2 separate regions of the Callithrix jacchus genome follow, and region 1 is linked to region 2. A link is a contact called in public Hi-C data. All regions are on one chromosome and are shown on one strand. The core of a region is the stretch at or near the end of the contact, and the rest is flanking DNA. Distances in the headings are between cores, read along the strand shown. Region 1 holds the start of LOC100401098 (glutathione S-transferase alpha-4). Region 2 overlaps TMEM14A (transmembrane protein 14A).

The links. Hi-C and Micro-C count contacts between places; a contact is called where the count stands out from the background.
Region 1: a contact with region 2 is called in a Hi-C map of induced pluripotent stem cells, with 2.3 times the contacts expected there. The contact joins the promoter of LOC100401098 here to the enhancer-like site in region 2.

Annotation. Positions count from the first base shown.
Region 1 is chr4:61,182,916-61,187,686 of calJac240_pri, reverse strand. LOC100401098 (glutathione S-transferase alpha-4) reads left to right here and starts at 2,700. Exons shown (of 7, transcript XM_008994578.5): 1 at 2,700-2,737.
Region 2 is chr4:61,068,390-61,073,035 of calJac240_pri, reverse strand. All of the region lies in intron 7 of TMEM14A (transmembrane protein 14A), which reads right to left. Among named protein-coding and RNA genes, the nearest start is that of TMEM14A, 35 kb to the right of the region's middle. Within about 2 kb of position 3,340, at least 5 of the 16 cell types and tissues checked have an H3K27ac peak or open chromatin away from gene starts, as enhancers often do.

The DNA.
Region 1 (4,771 bases), core at 1,451-3,950, 120 kb before region 2:
AAACCTCTAACCACCACCACCACTACCCCCCACAATTTTCACAAGTTACCAGACTTTGATAATAGAGTCAGAGGTTAGGGACAGGATCGTTTATCCTCAAAAAATATCAACATGCTGAGCATTCAAGGCTGAACCTGAAGTCAGTATGAGACAGGGTGCAAGAAAGAGCAGAAGGAAGACATGAGGCTCACTAAGTAAAAGCCACGACGTGAACCAACAGGGTTAAAGTGCACAGCCATGCGTAAATGGGGCAGTTGCAGAGGCTTCAGTATCTGGGACAAAAGAGGAAAAATGGACAGTGTGGGACCCTGGTGTCTAGGACAGAAGTGCCAGGGGATCCATAATAAAGCCACACTTTCAGAGACGTTTTGGCAGATTGAGTGCCTGAAGAAACAGCTGACTCTGACTTTCTTCCTGTCCTCGCCTGGCCTAGGCAGTTCTGCAGGGACCAGCCTCCCTGGGGGAGAAAGTGAATCCCACGGGACAGGGGCTGCAACAGATAGTAACCAGCAGGGGCTTTTGTATTTGCTGATGTTCCCTCATGGCTGAATGTGCATTTCATTCCTTCAACCCAAATAACAACCCTCAGAACATTGTATGGCAGGCTCTGTCTTCTTCCAGTAGCGCTAACATCCCCATGTGAGGGAATTCTTTTCTGATCATGAGATCTACAGAGCTTCCCATATATTCATATACCTCTTTCTGTTTATTTGTTTGTTTTTGTTTGAGATGGAGTCTCACTCTGTCACCCAAACTGGAGTGCAGTGGTGTGATCTTGGCTCACTGCAACCTCCACCTCCCAGGTTCAAGCCATTCTCGTGCTTCAGCCTCTCGAGTAACTGGGATTACAGCCATGCACTGCCACACCTAGCCAATTTTGTATTTTCAGTAGAGATGGGTTTTTCCATGTTGGCCAGGCTGGTCTTGAAGTCCTGACCTCAAGTGATCCACCTGCCTCAGCCTCCCAAAGTGTTGGGATTACCAGCATGAACCACTGTGGCTGGCCCCCACATACCTTTCTTATCCTGTTATTTTCTTCACAGCACTCAGCACCCTCTGGCTTGCTTATTTGTTTAATTAATCCAATCTGTGTCTCTATATTTGAAGTGGCTTGCTTGTATATGCACAGTTGAGTCTTGTTTTTTTAATCTACTCATGATAGTCTTTGTCTTTTTATTTGTTTATTTATTTGAGATGGAGTTTCATTCTTGTTGCCCAGGGTGGAGTGCAATGGCACGGTCTCCACTCACTGCAACCTCCGCCTCCCACGTTCAAGCAATTCTCCTGCCTCAGCTTCCCGAGTGGCTGGGATTACAGGTGTCTGCCACCACAACTTTTTTTTTTTTTTTTGTATTTTTAGTAGAAACAGGGTTTCACCATGTTGGCCAGGCTGGTCTTGAACTCCTGATCACAGGTGATCCACCTGCCTTAGCCTCCCAAAGTGCTGGGATTACAGGTGTGAACCACTGCACCCGGCAAGTGTTTGTCTTTTAATTGGTGTATTTAAGACCATTCACACTTAAAGTAATTATTGATGTAGTTGGATGTGTACCTACCAAGTTTGTAGCTGTTTCCTACTGTTCCTCCTTTGTTTCTTTTTTTGTCTTCCATTTCTATGGTATATTAGGGTTCTCTAGGGGGATAGAACTAATAGGATATATATATATAAAGGAGATTTCATATATATATATATATATATGGGAGTTTATTAATTATTAACTCACATGATCTCATAGTCTCACAACAGGCTGTCTGTAAGCTGAGGAGCAAGGAGAGCCAGTCCGAGCCCCAAAACTGAAGAACTTGGAGTCTGATATTCAAGGGCAGGAAGCATCCAGCATGGGAGAAAAATGTAGCCTGGGAGGCTAGTCTAGTCTGGTCTTTTCATATTTTTCAGCCTGCTTTATATCTAGCTGCACTGACAACTGATTAGATGGTGCCCACCCAGATTAAGGGTGGGTCTGCCTTTCCCAACCCTCTGACTCAAATGTTAATCTTCTTTGGTAACACCCTCCCAAATATACCCAGGATCATACTTTGCATCCTTCAATCCAATTAAGTTGACATTCAGTATTAACCATCACATATGGTTATATGATTTATGTGATTCCATTTTCTCTGTCTCTTGGCAAATCAATTATACTTTTAAACATATTTTTAGTGGTTTCCCTAGAAATTGCAGTATGTATTGACAACTAATCCTGACCACTTTCAGGTAACACTGTATCACTTCTCAAATAGTGCAGCTACCTCAAAACAGGGTGCTCCTAATTGTTCCTTCCCATACTTTATGACTCTGCTTTCATACATTAACTTATACACAAGTTATAATCATCCAATACATTGTTGCTATTATTTAGAACAAACCACATGAAAAAAAAAATACTTACTGCCTGTCTTCTTCTTCCTCTAGAATGTAAGCACCACAAGTGCAGACATGCTGTCACACCCACCTTTGTAGAGCCAAATCCTGAAACAATACCTGGCAGAAAAGGGTACTCAGCAAACAATTGTTGAATGAACTGGTGGCATATTACCTTCTTCTTACTTGGTTAACTCAATGTGCTATTAAACATTTAAATTTAAAAAAATGTAAAGTGAAACCCCAGAGGTGTGACCCAAATTGGAATGACTGTCGGTTGATCCTTTGAGTGGGTGGAGCTTTCACTAGGAAAGGAGAGGGTTATAAACCCTCACTTAATCTCCCCCCAGCACCCTGGAGACGAGGAGAGATAAGGTGAGTAGTGAAATTCTTATATACTCTTTTTGGGGCCTGGTTGGATAGTTCTAATATTCTGCCGCCCAATTTTTCAACTTATACTCAGCAACCATTTTAACGTTGTGGTTAATTTAATGCTTATTATTTCCAAGCCTGCATCTATCAAATAAAATAAACAGATATTGTTTTCTGCAGAGTAGTTAATGCAAATGAAAAAGAACAAATGTACTAGTAGACAAGGCCTTTTGAAGGTTTTTATTGTGTACGCATAATAGATATATAATATCAGACATACTAAAATATCCCCACACCTACATCACACATTAAATGTAATTTCAAAAATAAGAAGTGGTGTTTCCGTTGATTGGTTGACATAATATGTTTAGTAGAATTTTAAAATATTTATTCTTTGGACCACTACATTTTTTCCACCACAAGCAAATGTCAGATAATTTTGAACCCAGTTGAAAAGGACATAGGTTCCAGCCGCACTGTACCATGGTGTCTAATGGGTAAACTAAGTCTTCCTGCACCTACAGATCTACTCCATGTACGCTTGGAAGATTTAATTCAAATGATCTGACCGTGGGGTCTTCCTACAGGGTTCTACATCCCCAGGGAACTGTGCCAAGATGAGAACTCAAAGTTCTGACACAAATTTTTCTAGGACTCGCCCCAGTCTTTCAACAGCAATGAGCTGCCATGTGATGGCTCACTTTGTTTATTCTCTAAGAAGTTTCAAAAACCTGGGTAGATAAAAGTCTCTTTCTTGACTCAGATATATTTTTCAACTAAATAACGTTTATAAGTCTTGGAGTTATAAGTCAATCTTTTGTGAGTTTTGGAAACATGAATCAATTCATTAGAGCCTAACTGAAAGGAAATTTAGTTTCTGAAATGAAATATAGGGCTCTCTGGAGAAGATGCTTATTATACAAGCTTGCAATAGACCTCTCTCCTTAATCATTTTACAACGTAAGTGACCATCACCTCCTCCACAGTAATATTGTTTGGTTGTTTGTGTAAAGTGCCATGTAAATTCTTGAGATCTGTTTTGGAAGGGCTGGTTCCATGTAGGAGACCATGTTTGCTGGTAACATGTCAAATCCAAATTGTTCAGTCTTTTGCTAACGTCATACGTCAGAAAAACAGAGAGAAATAATTTATAATCACTGTAACTTTGAAGTTATACTGAAACTACAATTAAGCTATACTTTAAAGCTGTACTGGAAACCTTGGTTATATTACTAACATTATCTTCCAACTTCAAAATATTCTTTCTCTGTTGAATTATACACTTAAGGCAAAAATGATAGTACATCTTCCTAAACTAGCAAATTTGAATTCAGGGCTGGCCAGGAGAGGTTTTAGTTCCAGTGACAAATTCTTACCTGCTAGTTGTGATGAAGATAGGCCATTCTGGTCAAATAGAGAAGCTAAAGTAAATGTTAAGGAGATTTCTATTGATAACAGATTTAGAATTGATATCTTATATTCTGGCCCAAAATATTGCTAAAACTGGCAGTCTTCTAAATTAGCTCCTTATAATTTTTATTATCCAGAAAACTTGCTAAAAACCTGCTTTTGCCTAACCAAATAATTGAGAAAAATGTGCTTATTTTGTCTCAATAATCCAGAATGACGGTTAACATTGTCAGTAGAATGTCACTGCAAAGAGACTGGCTGCCTTTCCAAGGTGTATTCAGCATGTAAGAGCATAGGGCAAAGTATGAATGCACAGGAGGAGAAACAAGATCATAAAGACCCTTGATGGCTGGGTGTGATGGCTCACACCTGTAATCTTAGCACTTTGGGAGGCCAAGGCAGGAAAATGGCTTGAGCCCAGGAGCTCAAGACCAATCTGAGCAATATAGGGAGACCTCATCTTTACAAAAAATAGCAAATTAACTCGGTGTGGTGGCGCACACCTATGGTCCCAGCTACTTGGGAGGCTGAGATGGGAGGATCCCTTGAACCCAGGAGGTTAAGGGTGCAGGGAGCCATGATCACACCACTGCACTGCAGCCTGGGCAACAGAGCAAGACCCTGTCT
Region 2 (4,646 bases), core at 2,091-4,590:
TGAGTGAAGCATTGAAGCACAAGGTAGGCAGCAGGAGAGACAAGGAGGTAGGATCCGGGAACAAGGCCCACAGGCCTAAGGACATGACAAGAAGTTTGGATTTTGTCCTGAGAAAAGAGGGAGCTGTGGAACTATACACCTTTCTTTGCCAAACTGGCATCCATAAAATAAAATCATAGTGTTTAAATATTCATTTTAAGTTACTCAAGCATCCATCTCAGAATAGCAAGAACATTCTTTCCCTCTGGAAATCTCTTTCCTATGTTAAAAGATAAACTTAGGCACATTAAATTTTTAAAGAGTTTATTTTGAGCACAGACATTCATGAACTGGGCAGTGCCAAACCACAAGCAATTTGGGCTTTGCTGAAGGGCGTGAGGGGAAAACTTTGATAAGGTATTTATGGAAGCAACATAGAGAAAATATTTGCTTGGTTAAGGCAAAAAGTCACTATTTAGAGGTTAGTTGGCAGTTTCTGATAGGTTAAGTTTAAGTTTCTTGTTTTCCTAGGATATGACCTTTATGCTGATTTGAACTTTAGTTTGCTTACATAGGACTCAAGGTACTGGGGACATCTCACCCTACTGGCCTCCTAATTAATTAACACCCACATTAAATCCAACAACCTAGGGGCTTATTCCATTCAAGGAGTCAAGTAGCCCTGAGGCCAGTAGAAAATTCTAGCAGTATCTGCTGCTATCTGCTACATGGAGTTCCTGTTGTCCCATGGACTTCATGATCTGAGGTGGTTTGGTTGAAACACTGGCCACAATTTGTCCATGTGACTCCCAGCATCTTCATTCTCTATCCCTTCATAGGAAGAAAGAGGAGGTCTCCCTCCCTACTGTCTTCAAGCCTGGGATCTTAAAATATAGGTGGATATATATAGTCATTTTTTTCTCTGGCATGCCACTGTCCAGGAGAGATGAGGATGGAACAATTTCTAGCTTCAGCCGTGTGCTAAGAACCATAACTTATGCTTCCCCAGAAAATCTAAGATCTAGGAGGTTAGAGCCAGGACACTGATCCTGATTGCACATTTTCATAATGTGAGCTTTGCCACAATTGGGTATGTTAGAGCAGACAGAGACATGGGAATCATGTATTTTAAGTTTACAAAGGGTTAGGTCAATTCACCCCAACCAAGATATTTCAAGATGTCTTCCTAAGAGGTACCCTTTGAACATTTACTTGCTCCCTCTCCAGCAGGTAAACATCCCAAGGGTAGACTCTTATACTCTCACTCTGCAATAGAGTTTTCAACCTTATCATATCCAGCCTTCCCTAGTTTACAACAGATATTTTATCATTTATTATTATTATCCTGAAGTGAACTTTATAAGGTTTACCTCATAATGGTTGGTGCTGGGAATACAAGATGAATAAGGTATAATAATCCAGCCTTTAAGGGGTGCATAATTAAGCCCAAGGAAAAAGATTTGCACATAAAGAATTACAAGTCAATATGTAAGGTTGTATTAAAGAAGGTTCCTGCAGGTAGCAAAATGACCACTCAAAAACAGTGGCTGAAGAGGCCGGGCATGGTGGCTTATGCCTGTAATCCCAGCACTTTGGGAGGCTGAGGCAGGTGGATACATTGAGGTCAGGAGTTTGAGATCAGCCTGGCCAACATGGAAATGCTGTCTCTACTTAAAAAAAAAAACAAAAATTAGCCAGTGCGGTGGTGCACACCTCTAGTTCCAGCTACTCGGGAGGCTGCAGCAGAAGAATTGCTGAGCTCAGGAGGCGGAGTTTGCAGTGAGCCAAGATTGTGCCACTGTACTCCAGGATAGGTGACAGGGCAAGACTCCATCTCAAAAAAAAAACAACAAAAAAAACCAAACAACCAAACAAAAAGAGTGGCTGAAGAAAGTTTAATGAAATACCTATTGTATTAGTCTGTTCTCACACTGCTATGAAGAAATACCCAAGACTGGATAATTTATAAAGGAAAGAAGTTTAATTGACTCACAGTTTCACATGGCTGGGGAGGCCTCAGGAAACGTACAGTTATGGTGGAAGGCACCTCTTCATAGGGTGGCAGGAGAGAGAATTAATGCCCAGAGAGTAGGGAAGCCCCTTATAAAACCATCACATCTTGTGAGAACTCACTCAGTATCATGAGAACAGGATGGGGAAACTGCCCCATGATTCCATTTTCTCCACCTGGACCCTCCCATGACACATGGGGATTATGAGAACTACAATTCAAGGTGAGATTTGGATGAGGACACAGCTGAACCATATCACCTATTTACAAAGCTGGGGTAGGGTTAAGCTACCGCAAGGGATGGTGAAGCACCCTGGGGCTCTACTTCCCCTGGCCCTCATTAAGACAAGAGCAGAAAGCAGTACAGGGATCTAGGAAAACACTGAGTGTCACAGCTACAGGAAAAGTCTGGCCAATAGGAACTGATGGCTTTCACAGAGAAAGGCACCCACTGGCAACCTAAGTAGCCCCAGAGACACAGACAGTTTATAAAAATCATGAATGACTGGAAAGTATGATAATAATTATTACTGATTTGCTCTTGTTACCCATTGTATGCTATATATAGTTTATCATAGTGAAAAAATAAAAGGAAATTTATTTTTAATTCTGGGCATAAAGAGAGAGATATATAATATTTACCATACCAGATGTTAAGCATCTGAATATCACTCCTGGGTAGTCTGTGACATAAAAGTATGAAGATTTTTGTTAAGAAGTAATTAACATTTGGTATTTAATATTTATACCATCCACCATTTTCATAGTGAGATTCTCTATGTATGTGTGGGTATATAATTGAAGTGGATATTAATTTTTCTGCACTGGGGGAATTGGGTCAAGATTTGAGCCATTAGGTATATCGACTTGACAGTTTTCCAGCATATTCTCAAAGAACTAATATGTTTTAACAATCAGAGTGCTTAGATGAGGCAGCTATGAATCAGCACAAATTTAATCTGTGTTGACTTTGCTTTGCTTTACCTCCTACCTTTCTCCAATCTTTACTAACCTTCCCTCTGCACTCAGTAACTATGAGTTATATATTAACTATTCAATATATTTGTCATTTGAACCTTTGAATACTTGCAACATTCTAAGTCAACAGGACTGCTAAGCATACCTCGTAGGAAAAAAATGTAGACTTTAACCTCAGAAATTGATGAAATATTCTCAAGGATTATGGTTCCAATAAATACTGTTTATTTTATTAACAGTTCTATTCAATAAAAGTTTATAGAGCACCTACTTTGTTTCCTGAATTGTTTTAGGCACAGAGAATGCCAAGAAAGACTAAGTCTTGAATGACAGGAACCAGAAGATCCAGTGTGAGAGGGTCTTAGTCAGAGGGAACAAGACAGGGTGTTGGTCAGGAACAAGTTGGGTGTGCTTCAGGTACGTGAGTACTGTGGGAGCATGGTGAGGAAGCATTGAAAGATGAGGCCAGCATGGGTGTTTTAGTTATCAACTGTTGTATACCAAATCACCCCAAAGTTTAGGGACTTAAAGGAACAAACATTTATTATCTAACACAATTTCTGAAGGTCAGGAATCTGGGAGCAGCTTAGCTGGGTGGTTCTGAATCAGCATCTCTCAGAATGTTGCAGTCAAGTCACTTGACTGGGGCTAGAGGATCTGTTTCCAAGGTGGCTTACTCACATGGCTGTTGGCACAGGTCTCTGTTCCTCTCTAAAAGCTGGAAATACATCTCACTTCTTTAGCATATCTGCTTCTCTGTAGGACTGCTTGAGTCTCCTTAGGACACAGCAGCTAGCTTCCCTTGGAGTATGTAAGCAAGAGTGAAACTACAATGTCTTTTTTTTAATTTTTATTTTACTTTAGGGGCATACTATATCTGGCATTTCTCCTCATGTTATCCCTCCCCACCCCCTGCTGTCCCTCCCCTAACCTCCTCAACTGCCCCCAGTGTGTGATGCTCCTCTCTCTGAGTCCACATGTTCTCATTGTTCAACACTCACCTGTGAGTGAGAACACATGGTGTTTGGCTTCCTGTTCTTGTGTCAGTTTGCTGAGAATGATGATTTCCAGATTCATCTGAGTCCCTGCAGAGGACACAAACTCATCATTTGTTATGGCTGTGTAGTATTCCATGGTATAAATGTACTATATTTTCTTAGTCCGGTCTATCATCGATGGGCGTTTGGGTTGGTTCCAGGTCTTTGCTATTGTACACAGGGCTACAATGAACGTATGTGTGCATGTATCTTTATAATAGAACGATTTATAGTTCTTTGGGTATATACCCAGGAATGGAATTGCTGGGTCAAATGGAATTTCTATTTCTAGATCCTTCAGAAACTCCACACTGTACAAAAACAAGCAATGGGGAAAAGACTCCATTTTTAAGAAATGGTGTTTGGAAAACTGGCTAGCAATGTGCAGAAAGCAGAAACTAGACCCCTACCTGTCACCTTACACTACAATTAACTCCAGATGGATTAAAGATTTAAACATAAAACCTAACACCATAAAAACACTAGAAGAAAATGTAGGCAGAACCATTCAGGACACAGGCATAGGCAAGGACTTCATGACTAAAACACCAAAAGCAACAGCAATAAAAGCTAAGATAGACAAATGGGATCTAATTAAACTCCAGAGCTTCTGTACAGCAAAAGAAACCATCATTAGAGCG